Regions from separate parts of the Sus scrofa genome. Here all the other regions are linked to region 2. Evidence: chromatin contacts called from public Hi-C and HiChIP or PLAC-seq data. All regions are on one chromosome and are shown on one strand. Each heading gives the region's core, a stretch centred on a gene start, on an enhancer-like site or on the middle of the called end of the contact. The rest is flanking DNA. Distances are from core to core; before and after follow the strand shown. Region 1 holds the start of PLIN1 (perilipin 1). Region 2 holds the start of AP3S2 (adaptor-related protein complex 3, sigma 2 subunit). Region 3 holds the start of MESP1 (mesoderm posterior protein 1). Region 4 holds the start of KIF7 (kinesin-like protein KIF7).

Evidence for each region. A called contact is a pair of places that touch in the nucleus more often than the background predicts. HiChIP or PLAC-seq counts read pairs in DNA pulled down with a chosen protein or histone mark.
Region 1: an H3K27ac HiChIP or PLAC-seq map of alveolar macrophages shows a contact between it and region 2. The contact joins the promoter of PLIN1 here to the promoter of AP3S2 in region 2. A contact is called at or near these places in 1 of 47 Hi-C or Micro-C datasets (embryonic fibroblasts) and 1 of 2 datasets of contacts at active chromatin or transcription factors (alveolar macrophages).
Region 3: a Hi-C map of embryonic fibroblasts shows a contact between it and region 2, with 10 times the contacts expected there. The contact joins the promoter of MESP1 here to the promoter of AP3S2 in region 2. A contact is called at or near these places in 2 of 5 promoter capture datasets (fetal liver and liver), 26 of 47 Hi-C or Micro-C datasets (adipocytes, adipose tissue, alveolar macrophages and 15 more) and 2 of 2 datasets of contacts at active chromatin or transcription factors (alveolar macrophages and skeletal muscle).
Region 4: a Hi-C map of mesenteric adipose tissue shows a contact between it and region 2, with 2.1 times the contacts expected there. The contact joins the promoter of KIF7 here to the promoter of AP3S2 in region 2. A contact is called at or near these places in 2 of 47 Hi-C or Micro-C datasets (heart right ventricle and mesenteric adipose tissue) and 1 of 2 datasets of contacts at active chromatin or transcription factors (alveolar macrophages).

Annotation. Positions count from the first base shown.
Region 1 is chr7:55,249,479-55,252,178 of Sscrofa11.1, forward strand. PLIN1 (perilipin 1) reads right to left here and starts at 1,319. Exons shown (of 9, transcript NM_001038638.1): 1 at 1,255-1,319. The coding sequence starts at 1,299. LOC106510160 (a long non-coding RNA gene) reads left to right here. Exons shown (of 2, transcript XR_001308377.2): 1 at 1-625.
Region 2 is chr7:55,460,946-55,463,645 of Sscrofa11.1, forward strand. It overlaps AP3S2 (adaptor-related protein complex 3, sigma 2 subunit), which reads right to left and starts at 1,407. Exons shown (of 6, transcript NM_001244548.1): 1 at 1,255-1,407. The coding sequence starts at 1,323.
Region 3 is chr7:55,326,221-55,328,954 of Sscrofa11.1, forward strand. MESP1 (mesoderm posterior protein 1) reads right to left here and starts at 1,380. Exons shown (of 2, transcript XM_001925990.6): 1 at 1-1,380.
Region 4 is chr7:55,218,880-55,221,579 of Sscrofa11.1, forward strand. It overlaps KIF7 (kinesin-like protein KIF7), which reads right to left and starts at 1,358. Exons shown (of 19, transcript XM_021098960.1): 1 at 1,185-1,358.

The DNA.
Region 1 (2,700 bases), core at 69-2,568, 210 kb before region 2:
AAGATCACACAACTAGTTAAGTGGAAGAGCCAGGATTCCAACTCAGGCCTGAGATGGCATATGTGGAATTTGTTTCACAATAACACAAGCTTGGGGAATAGAGTGAGGATGGGACAGAACTGTCCATGGATTACATTGCCGGGGCTAGTGAAGGGCATTCTATTTTTCCGCCTATTTTTAGGAATGTTAAGAATCTCCACATGAACATCTCAGGTCAGATCAGAAGTGCGAGCTCTCTGCAGCTTTGAACACACACTTTTGCGTGGTTCGGCTCTGGAGGGGAGAACCTAGCTTCTTCTGTTTGTAAGAGGCTGTGTCAGAAGACCCATCAGGGAGGCTGGCATGTACAGTAGAGAGCAGGCTATTCTATTTTAGCTTCTGGTCTCACATGTGAGTTTGAAATTTGAACTAGAAAATGATTAGGACTGAAAGTAAGAAAACATTTTCTTTTACATTTTGGGCAGAGCCTTCCGGGGTTGTTTTCGGCAAAGCGGAGGAGCGAGGGAGACCCTGGGAAGGGAACCAACTACCACCTGTTAGGATGGCTTAACCATGCCCTTGACCATTTTACGCCTGTGTTCTACGAACGAATACGAAACATAATGTGGCGATTCCTCATGCAAAGGTGAGTTAAAGCCTAACTTGGGACAAAATGCCTATTATATGGGTTCAAGACTTTTTCAAAGTTTCACTGTTTGAACTGGACCAAATCAGAGGGGCCTTGCCAGGAGGCACTGGGTCCACCTAAACGTGTTAAACCACTTTGAGTCACAGTGAAAACGAGGCTAAAGGCACAAGGCCAGACACACTGCCTCTCCGACCTCCTCCCACCTTCACAGTGTGCACTGTGTAACCCTGAGAGGTGCCACGGACATAGCCTGCACCGTGCACGCCACCTCTGGAGTCACAGAGCACAGTGGCTTAGTCCTGAACATACATTTCACCCAGGTGGACAAAACATGGGCTTCTGCTTCCGGGGTCAGAACCTAGAGCTTCCCCTCCTCTCCTTTCCCTCCCAGCCAGTTTTCCATTCTTTTTGTCCAAGGTGGTTCATTTTCAATAGGCATTTCACTCCTGCAGATCCTCTAATAGGCTTCCGCAAGAAGGAGTGAGGGCAAGAATAACTCAGACATAATGGTCAATGAATTAAGAATATAATCTACACCCATCTTGCGCTGAGGCCCCGGAACCTCTCCTCCCAGCTCTTCCTTCCCCCATCAGTTGTGCACGGCCTCAGAGAAGCCCGTTACTTACAGGGAGGTCTCCATCCAGCAAAGTCAGGCCCTTGTTGACTGCCATCGTAGTTCTTCAAGCTGCAAAGCACAGGGGTCCAGGTCCATGAGCAAGTCCCCTGCCTGAGATCCACAGGCTCGGCCCCCTACCTCTCACCATCAGTTCCCTGAACAGACAAGTGGCCGCTCCCTGGAGTCTGATGAGCTACTCTGCAGCCTTCTTGTCAAGACTGATGTTTCTTATAAAGATTCAGGGTAAGAAATAAAAAATGAAAGTAGCGTTAAGAGAGAAGAGGCCTTAAGATGAAATTTAGGGGCTCTCAGATGACTGTCCAAAAGAGACTCAAGAATGAGTTTCAGGTTTAGTCTTTTTTTTTTTTAATTTTAATAAAAAAGTTCTTCATTAATTCCTTCTTTTTAAGCAAGACTATCTACCAGTCGTTCCCTCTATGCTCGACCAGATGAGAAAGCAGTTGTTCTTAAAACCAGCCATTTCAGCTGTGTTCTGGAAAAGCTGGTGGCCCCGGAATTCCACACCCTTGGTCATTCACCCTGAATAATCTCTCTGCCATTGGTTTCCCTGCAGGCCTCTTCATGCTCAGTAAAATTCCCAGAAGACCCTAACCCTCAACTTCTTTGGTGCTCGAAAACAAACCTAGTAAAGTTGTCCCAGGACCCCGACGCTCGCTCCAGCTAATGCCACCTCAGTCCCACAGAGCCCAGGCTGCAGAGCGTCTCGTCTGGCAGAAGCAGCCCCGTTGCTCTGGGGAGCCTTGAGCAAAGCTCCTAACACCTCCCAGCTAGAGGAGGGCAGAGAGGAAGAGAAAGTTGGATCAGTTGGTTGCTATGGTTATTTGACCCAGTGTCCCCTGGGCACATCCTAACTTCTTTAAGGAGGTTTAGCCAACTAGGGGGTAGATCGCAGAGCTGAAAGAACCAGACTCAGAGGAGTTAGTATTCCAGAGCTGTGAAATATCTGTTCTGTAACTTATTTCTGGCCCCTAGTTCTCAAAAAGCTGTTTCCAGAAAGATGTTGAGATATGTGTCATTAAACTCATAAGCTCTAAAGTTTTATCATCTTTGGCTCCTTTTCCGCAGAGGGGTCCTGTGGAACTGTTTTCAACCCATTTCCATCATGTTTATTTTTCACTTTCGGGAATGAAGTTTGAACAGTAAGATTTAAACCCACACAGGAACAGAGTTCTCTTGAATGTACAAGTCTTTTTTTTTTTTTTTTTTTTTTTTTTTTTGTCTTTTTAGGGCCACACCCGCAGCATATGGAAGTTCCCAGGCTAGGGGTCCAATTGGAGCCACAGCTGCCAGCCTACATACACCATAGACACAGCAACATGGGATTCTTAACCCACTGAGCAAGGCCAGGGATTGAACCTGTGTCCTCATGTTGCTAGTCGGGTTCATTACCACTGAGCCATGACAGGAACTCCTACTAGTCTTTTGATTATGAAGA
Region 2 (2,700 bases), core at 157-2,656:
TGTTGATGGGGAAATATGGAATGATTGCTAATGGGTAGAAGTTCCTCTTCTGGATAATGAAAATGTCCTAAAATTGTGGTGATAGTTGCATAATTCTGTGAAGTACTAAAAGCCATTCCACTGCATATTTTTTAAAGGTGAAATGTATAGTATGTAACTTAGATCTCAGTAACACCTTAAAAAACCTGATGGAGGGAGTTCCTGCTGTGGTGCAATAGGTTAACAACCCTGTTGCAGTGGTTCGGGTTGCTCTGGAGGTGCCTGTTTGATCCCCAGCCCTATGCAATAGAGTTTTAAGATCTGGTGTTGAGGCAGGTGCAGCTCAAATTCAATCCCTCGCCCAGAAGTTTCCATATGCCTCTGGTACAGTCATAAACAAAACAAAGCAAAACCCTGACAGAAAAATTCACACACACACATGCAAATACAAATTGAAGTGTTATTAAATGCTAACATAAAACCGATATAATTATTTAATAAAATGTAATCTAGCTAAAAATTATATGAAAAAGGTAAAAAAATTTTTTTCATTTCTATTTGACAAAAGAGGAAATAAAATCTGAAAGAGATTTATCAACTTGACCTGAACATAAGTTTTCTCACTTCTCCTCTAGGTTTCACCAACCCACCAATTACATTTTTAACCTAGCTCTTAAGAAATAAAACGTCGGGGGACAGGAAGCAAATAATGACGTTTATTCTTCCCAAAGAAACGTTTTTGGAAAACTCAAATTCACATCATCAGGTACTGAGCCCTCACGCGGCTGCATTTATAATTTCTCATCATTTCTCACTTTCCAAACTGACTTTGAACTCTACAGAGTGAAAGGTATCTAGTCCCTAGGCAGTCCCAGCCTCCACTGAAGCAAAATAATTCCAAGAAAGCACTTTTCTAAATCCTCTGGCTAAAGCGAAACCATTTTAAAAAGCTGCGTATTTCTCCCTGGTGAAACTGCGAGGTGAGTTTCACCTCGACAACCGATAAGGTGAAAGCGACCTCAACCATTTAAGCTGTTAACCACCACTTGAGACACTGGAGAAGTGTCACAAAACGGCACAGAAATGCTGGGGTCCTGGAAGGGGTAGGAAAGAACGGGGGTAGCGGGGCCGAGGCAGGTTGAGTCTGGGGGTCACCCATGGCACAGGAGCCCGAAAAGGTCTGCGGGCATTTTCCCGCGCGCTTCGCACAGGCCAAAGGGAGGGAGGGGGGTGCAGGCGCCCCAAAGGGTCGTGACGAAGCTAGGCCGCACTCACGAAACGCTGGTAGAAGCGGACCAGCCGCGGTTTCCCGTGGTTATTGAAAACCAGAATCGCCTGAATCATCTTTGCCCGCCACGCTTCTTTCAGCACCGGCTGCTCCCAGAAAGCATCTCCTTCCGCCACAACACAGACGTTTCCGGTTGATGCGCTGCTGAGAGTGGCCTCCGGAAACTTGTCCCGGCGCCCAGGGGCCGGGCCACGAAGAGTCCGGCCTCCCGGCACGCCTTGGTGAAAACTGCAGGGCGGGAGCTGGGCTCGCCGCGGGAGGGCTGGTGCGGACTCCGAGGCTGAGGAGGTCCGGCCCCTAGGCCAGAGCCGGTGGGCCAGTTAGGGTCTGGCTAAGACGCCACCCTGGCTCTTAGCCCTTCGTACACACCCACCGTTTGCTTAAGAATCCCGCCAGGCGCAAAGCCGAGCACGTCGGAAAAGCAGATGAAGATCGCTCAGTGGATTAAGGATCTGGCTGAGTCGCTGCTGCGGTGCAGGTTCTATCTCTGGCCCAGGCACTTACGCAGGATGGCGCGGCAAAAAAACAAAACAAAAAGGCAGAAACCCCAACAGCAGCCACGCTCCCAGATGAAGATGCTGTGGGATCTTCCATTTCTCCTCGGCGGCGTTAACACATACGGTCCTGCCTTCTTCCCCTTAACACTGCAGAACATTCCACGTGTGCAGATGCAGGCTAATTTAGCCATTTCCCGGTTGGGGAACCTTATGTTCGTTTTTAGTATTACATAAATGCTGAATTATATAGAGGTCTCTTCATGCAAAAGGACTGTCTGTCCATGGTAGACAGCGAATGGTGGAATTAAGGGATCTTTAATGCAATTCCATTTAATAGGTACTGACGATCCCAGATCGGTAGTCTTTGTATTTTTTTTCTTTCTTTTTTAAATTTGGCTTTTGCGTGTGTGTGTATGTGTGCGAATTTCTTTTAATGACTTAGTGGGGGTGAGGTGAAGCCCGTCCCTATATTGCAGATAGAACTGCAAATTGGAATCATCTACCCTGAGGTCTGTTGGCAAATATGCATCAAAAGCCTTTAAAATATAGATTAGACTCAGTATTTCCAGTTTTAGAATTTATAATAAAGGAGTTCCCATCGTGGCTCAGCGGTTAGCAAACCCGACTAGCATCCACTGGGATGCGGGTTGACCCCTGGCCTTGCTCAGTGGGTTAAGGATCCTGCCTTGCAATAAGCTGCCATGTACGTGGCAGACTGGGCTGGGATGGCACATTGCTATGGCTCTGGTGAAGGCCAGTGGCTAAAGCTCCAATTGGACCTTTAGCCTGGGAACCTCCATATGCTGCTGCTGTGGCCCTAAAAAAGACCAAAAGACCAAAAAAAAAAAATATATATATATACATATACATATATATATGTATATGTATATATATATATATAAAATAAAATGATTATGGAAAGATTTAGCCTCAAAA
Region 3 (2,734 bases), core at 130-2,629, 130 kb before region 2:
TGTCAGGCTGGGAAATGAGGCCTTGGGGCAGCCCCACCGAGCAGAGGTGAGAGTTCAGACGGGGTCCTTGGCCAGGGTGGGGGTGCAGGCAGGACAAGGCAGCACCCCCTTGGGCCCAGGGCCCGGGTCTCTGCCTGCCCACTAGGAACCAGCCGGCTTCCTCAGACCGAGCCTGGGTCCTGGGCGCTGCCCCCTCCCACTTCCCAGCCTCAGTACCCTTATTTTCCGGCCAGCCCCTCTAACATGGGAGTGCTAATCAAAGGTGCAGTGTCGGTTTTCCCCTTGCGGCCCCTAATCCCCATCCCCACTGGAGCCAGAGGCCCCAGGAGAAGGAAGCAGCTCTGTCCTAACGCCAGCCTGTTTAGCATGAGCAGCACACCTCCTGGGAAGCTCCTAATTTGGGTGTCCCCTACTGCCAGGGATCCTCCCACCACACCTCGGCACCAGCCCGCAAGGCAAGCTCTTTCAGGGCAGCGGTTCTTATTCACGAAGCCCCCACCTTCAGATAACCTGGGGCACCCCTCTGGGGTGTGGCCAGGGTGGCTTAGAATAGAATGCCCTTCTGCCCTGTACCACCGGTGGCACTTGGGTAACTCACTCCATGTTTCTGCCCTGGCCTCTGTTTCTGCCCTGTAATACCTCCTGTGCCAACAGTGCAAGGATCAAATCATAGCACAGGGACCGTGCTTTGGGCAGAGCCCACCTGTGTGTTCCTGCTGTCACTTGGGGTCTGACACTGTACTGGGGCTTGGCTGGGTTACAGCTCACAACCACACTGTGATATGAGTGTCATTGCCCCACTTTGTAGATGTGGAAACGAGTGGAAGCCCAGAGAGGTGGTCCTGTGTTGCATGGCTAGTAGGGGAAGAGCTGGGATCTGTTCTGCTCTGTCTGGGACCAAAGCCAATGTTCTGTTTTCCCACCAGTCCCCCTGCCCCCTCTGGAGGACTAGAGTGGCTCCTTTCCTCCTGGAGGGGTGCCCTGGGAGTGCCCTGCTGGGGGAGGGCTATGCCGCATAATCTTTAAGCCCCCAGGAAACCTTGATATACCAGGACCTGTTGAGAAGTAAAAAGAAAACAGGTTTCCAGACCCTGGACCTGCTTGAACCAGAATCCCCAGAGGAGATTCCGGGTGTGAAAAGTAAAATCTGGAGTTCCCATGGTGGCTCAGTGGTTAACGAACCCGACTAGGAACCATGAGGTTGTGGGTTCAATCCCTGGCCTTGCTCAGTGGGTTAAGGATCGGGCGTTGCTGTGAGCTGTGGTGTCGGTCACAGACGCAGTTCGGATCCCACGTTGCCGTGGCTGTGGTATAGGCTTCAGCTGTAACTCCGACTTGACCCCTAGCCTGGGAACCCCATATGCCACGGGTGCGGCCCTAAAAAGCAAAAACAAGAAGAAAAAAAAAAGTAAAATCTCCGGAGAATTATGAGGCTTGGCCACTTTTGAGAAGTAACACCCTAGAGTGAGCACTTCCCAATCCAGAGAAAAGGCATGGGGGGCAACCCCCACCATGGAGCCTAAGCTTCACCAGGTCTTGGAAAGATGAGGCCGTGCTTGTGCTGGCGAGGGGGCTGCAGCCACCTGGAGCCCAGGGCCGTCAGGGGCCCAGCAGGAAGGCTCCCAACTTCTCCTCCACTTCCCCCCTTCCCCACCAGCCCAGCTTATGCCCCCAAAACTCCCAGGAAGCCCCTTCCAACGGAGGCCACCCCCTCTCCTCACACCTTTAGCTCCTGGAGCCACCGACTTGGCAAGCCATATGGAATAGATTATTCTGGACCCATGATAATCTGATTATCTTGGTCATGGATCAGCTGGATGCGCAGCTAGTGGAAGTCACAGGAGGCAGAGTGACAAGGAGGGAGGGGGTGGGAAGAAAGGAGAGAGATTTGTCAGATTCCGGGGAAAGGCTGGAGAGGAAGTGCCAGAATCTCCCCAGTTTGGAGAGCTGGGCAGAGAATGCAGGGTGAGTAGACTGCACCTCTCTCCTGAGGGTGTCACACTTATGCCTCGCTTCATCTAGGTAAGTGGAGCCTTGCAGTGAAACACGGGGAAACCGCAGCATAAAGAGCTGACCAGCCCGAAGCAAAGAGACAGACATGTAAATGTGGGAAAGTTTGTCACATGACCCCTCAGTTTCTAAGCTGTGAAGTGGAACGGGGACCCCCAAGTGCTTGCTGAGATGCCTTGGGGGACTGACTGCATACCTTGTTTGCAAGGTACCGGTCTCAAGCCAGAGGGATGCCCTGGCTATCCAGCCTCCTTGCACTCCCAGCCACAGACAGCAGAGGGCGCTGCCCAACCACTTGGAATCTTGGGATCTGAGGTGGGCCGACCAGTCAGGGGCCTTTTTTCCTGGGGCCTGGGGCCATAGTGAGTACAGGATGGGGAGCTTAGCAGACATGTCAGAAATGCTGGGGCTGGCTTAAGAAAAGGGTGAAGCCAGCTTAGTGCTGGTGTGATGGGCTAGGTGACCCCAGAGAGGCCACTTGCCCTCTCTGGACCCCAATTTGCTCATCTGTCCACTGGGAAAAACATACACCTGTGTGCTGAGAGGGAGAGCAAGATGGAGCCTAGAGGAGTGAGGAGAAGGGGGACGGGCTCAGGTCCCTACACACCCCTGGGAGCAGAGGCAGAAAACAGACCACGAACCAACCAAAACTCTAGGCTCCCCAGCAAGGATTTGCAGGCCCGGCTCGACTGCCAACTTGGGGCGTGTCCAGCACCAGCCCCTG
Region 4 (2,700 bases), core at 108-2,607, 240 kb before region 2:
CTGTAAGCTGTGGTGTAGGTTGCAGACGCGGCTCGGATCCCGAGTCGCTGTGGATCTGGAGTAGGCCGGTGGCTACAGCTCCGATTAGACCCCTAGCCTGGGAACCTCCATATGCCGCGGGAGTGGCCCAAGAAATGGCAAAAAACAAAAAACAAAAAAACCTTAATCGGGGCCCTGCCTATTTACTTCCTGTACCCCACCTTCCCTCACCATCCTCTGCCTGCAGCACACTCAGTGTAGCCTGACTCCCCATCCCGCCAGGCTTAGGCTGGTCCCATCCTCAGGGAGCTAGGGAAGGGCAAGCACACGCCAGCACACACACCCCTGGTTCTTCCAACAGCCACTGACCACTCCCTTCCCTTGCAAAAGCCATATTATCCGTTGGTCTCCCCCTACCTCCCAAACTGGGAGCTAGGAAGCAGGGACCCTCCTGTTCCCTTCGTGCTCCAGCTGCAGCTCCCAGCATAAGGTCCAACGCTTAGTAGCTGCCTAACAGTGATAAATAATCTTTATCCAAGGAACTTTCCTCGTCCCCTTCTTCCCTTCGCTTATCGCAGACCTCACCACATCCAACCCCAACTCTAGGGTCACAGCACTTTTCTTTTCACGATTTAACTTCTCTCAGCACCTGTAATGGTCCGTTCGTTCATTCAGGCCTTGCTGGGTGCCCGGGCCTGAGCACACAGTGGTGCCTGCCACGCAAGATTGTAGGCGCCTCCATGCACCCCTCACCCAGAGCCTTTCCAGCCCCGTTCCGTGCTGGCTTCTCCGCGCCAGGGCTCCGGGCATTGTTCCGCGCCCCCAATCTCCCGGACAACACCGGCGCAGTCGGGCGCCCGGGGTAGGAGATAGGGAGTCAGAGAAGCTGAACTCTCGAGACAGGAACTCACGGAAAGTTTGGAGAAGTGATTACAAACGCGAACCCGACTCTCGCAGCGTGGGCCCTCACTCCTCCTGGCTAGGCCCGGAATGCCGGCCTCAGGCCCCCGACTTAGGGAAGCGGAGAGCCCCCGCCAACTCCAGGAGGCTGGTTAGCAAGGATGGAGGATCCTCGTGTTGGGTCAGGGATCCCCTGGCGTGCCGACGTCCAGGGCCACCCGGCCCAGGTCTGCCAAGGTGGGGGCGAGCGCGCGCCTCCCGCCTCCTAGCCCTCGACCTCCACCGCGTCCCGGACCCACACCCACCTGCTAGGGTAGGAACGCAGTCCCCCTGCGGGCCAGGAAGGCTCTGAACCCCAACTCGGCGCGCTCGGATGCCGTCATTGGGACCCCCGCCCATCAAACATCCCGCCCCTCACCCGCCACTCCGCCCGCCCGGGCGCTCGGGGGCGGAGGCGCTGGCCGCGCGGCGCCGCGGAGTCTGTCCGCAGAAGGGGCGGAGCCGAGACTGGTGGGGCGTGGCCTGGGCGTGGCCTGGGCTGAGGTGGGGGTGCCGCCCACCCCAGGTCCTCTAGCACCGCCTCTGGTCTCAAGCGCTGGGCGCCGATCCTAGCCAGACTCGCCTAATACAGAGGCCACAGCGGCCTCCAAGGCCGGTCTGATTCTCTGAACTGGAGAAGCCCACCAGCCGATGGAGCAGGGCCCCTGCGTCTTAAAATGCAAGTTGTAACAAATGAGAGAAGGAAAACTAACTAGGAGACTTTTGCACTCTGTGAGAAGAGGGTGGATTTTCCAACACTGAGACTCTGGAGAACAGAGGCCTAAAAATAAACTACGATCCGTTCGTTCTTCCTTCATTCATTCCGTTGCAGTCTTTCTCTTTCCCACCATTATTGCCCCTCTATCCCAGCACTCCTTCCACCCCACGCCCTCTCATAGCTCAGCAAAGCTCTCCCTTCCCAGACTCCAGGAAGCCTCCACCCCACTTTTTTCATCTGATTTCACGACTCCTAAAGCTGAGAAAGATTCATCCCCCACGCGAATTTTGCGGTTGGGATGAGTGCCCTGGCTGCACCCTGGGCACTCACACCAGGAAGAGCCCCAGACCCGGGGTGACCCAGGGGTGGAGAGATGAAGCCGCGGCAGAGCTCATTCAGGCCTTCTAGGCTGTGAGGCAGAAAGCAGGGGTTCTGCCCCCGCGGCGGGCTCAACCGGAGCCCGGCCCTGACAAATGTGACCCCACATTTCTGATTTGTAAGCCCCCAGCTTGAAATGGGATGGCATTCACCGGCCCGTTTGAGGACTACATTGCCACCTGGACTTGGGTTCCTGGATGGACAACTGCCCCTAGGAGAGGTCACTGGAGGTGGGGGCTGCTGTAGACATCTTAGCCAACCTCTCTGGTTGGGGAGGCAATTCTGTGGGTGCATGGCCAGTGGAAATCTTGCAGAGGCATTCATTCTGCATCCACCTGGGCAACTGCTGCCCAGGGCTGCCCCCAAACATCTCTTCCAGCAGATGCCCCTCCATCCATCCCATCACTGAAGCCATCTTTGACTCTTCTCTTCCACCATGTCTGATTACCCCTCCTCAGTAGCTTCTAAATCTGGGCAGATCTGTTTTCCACAACCTTTCTGCCCAAGTCACCACTGTCTTTTGCCTGGGCCACTGCAAATCCTCTTTGCTGGCCTCGCTTCTTATAACATACGCCAATTTTAAAAACGGGTTTTAAAGAGCACAAAAGCTGGAGTTCCCACTGTGGCTCAGTGGTAATGAACCTGTCTAGTGTCCACGAGGATGTGGGTTAAAGCCCTGGCCCCCC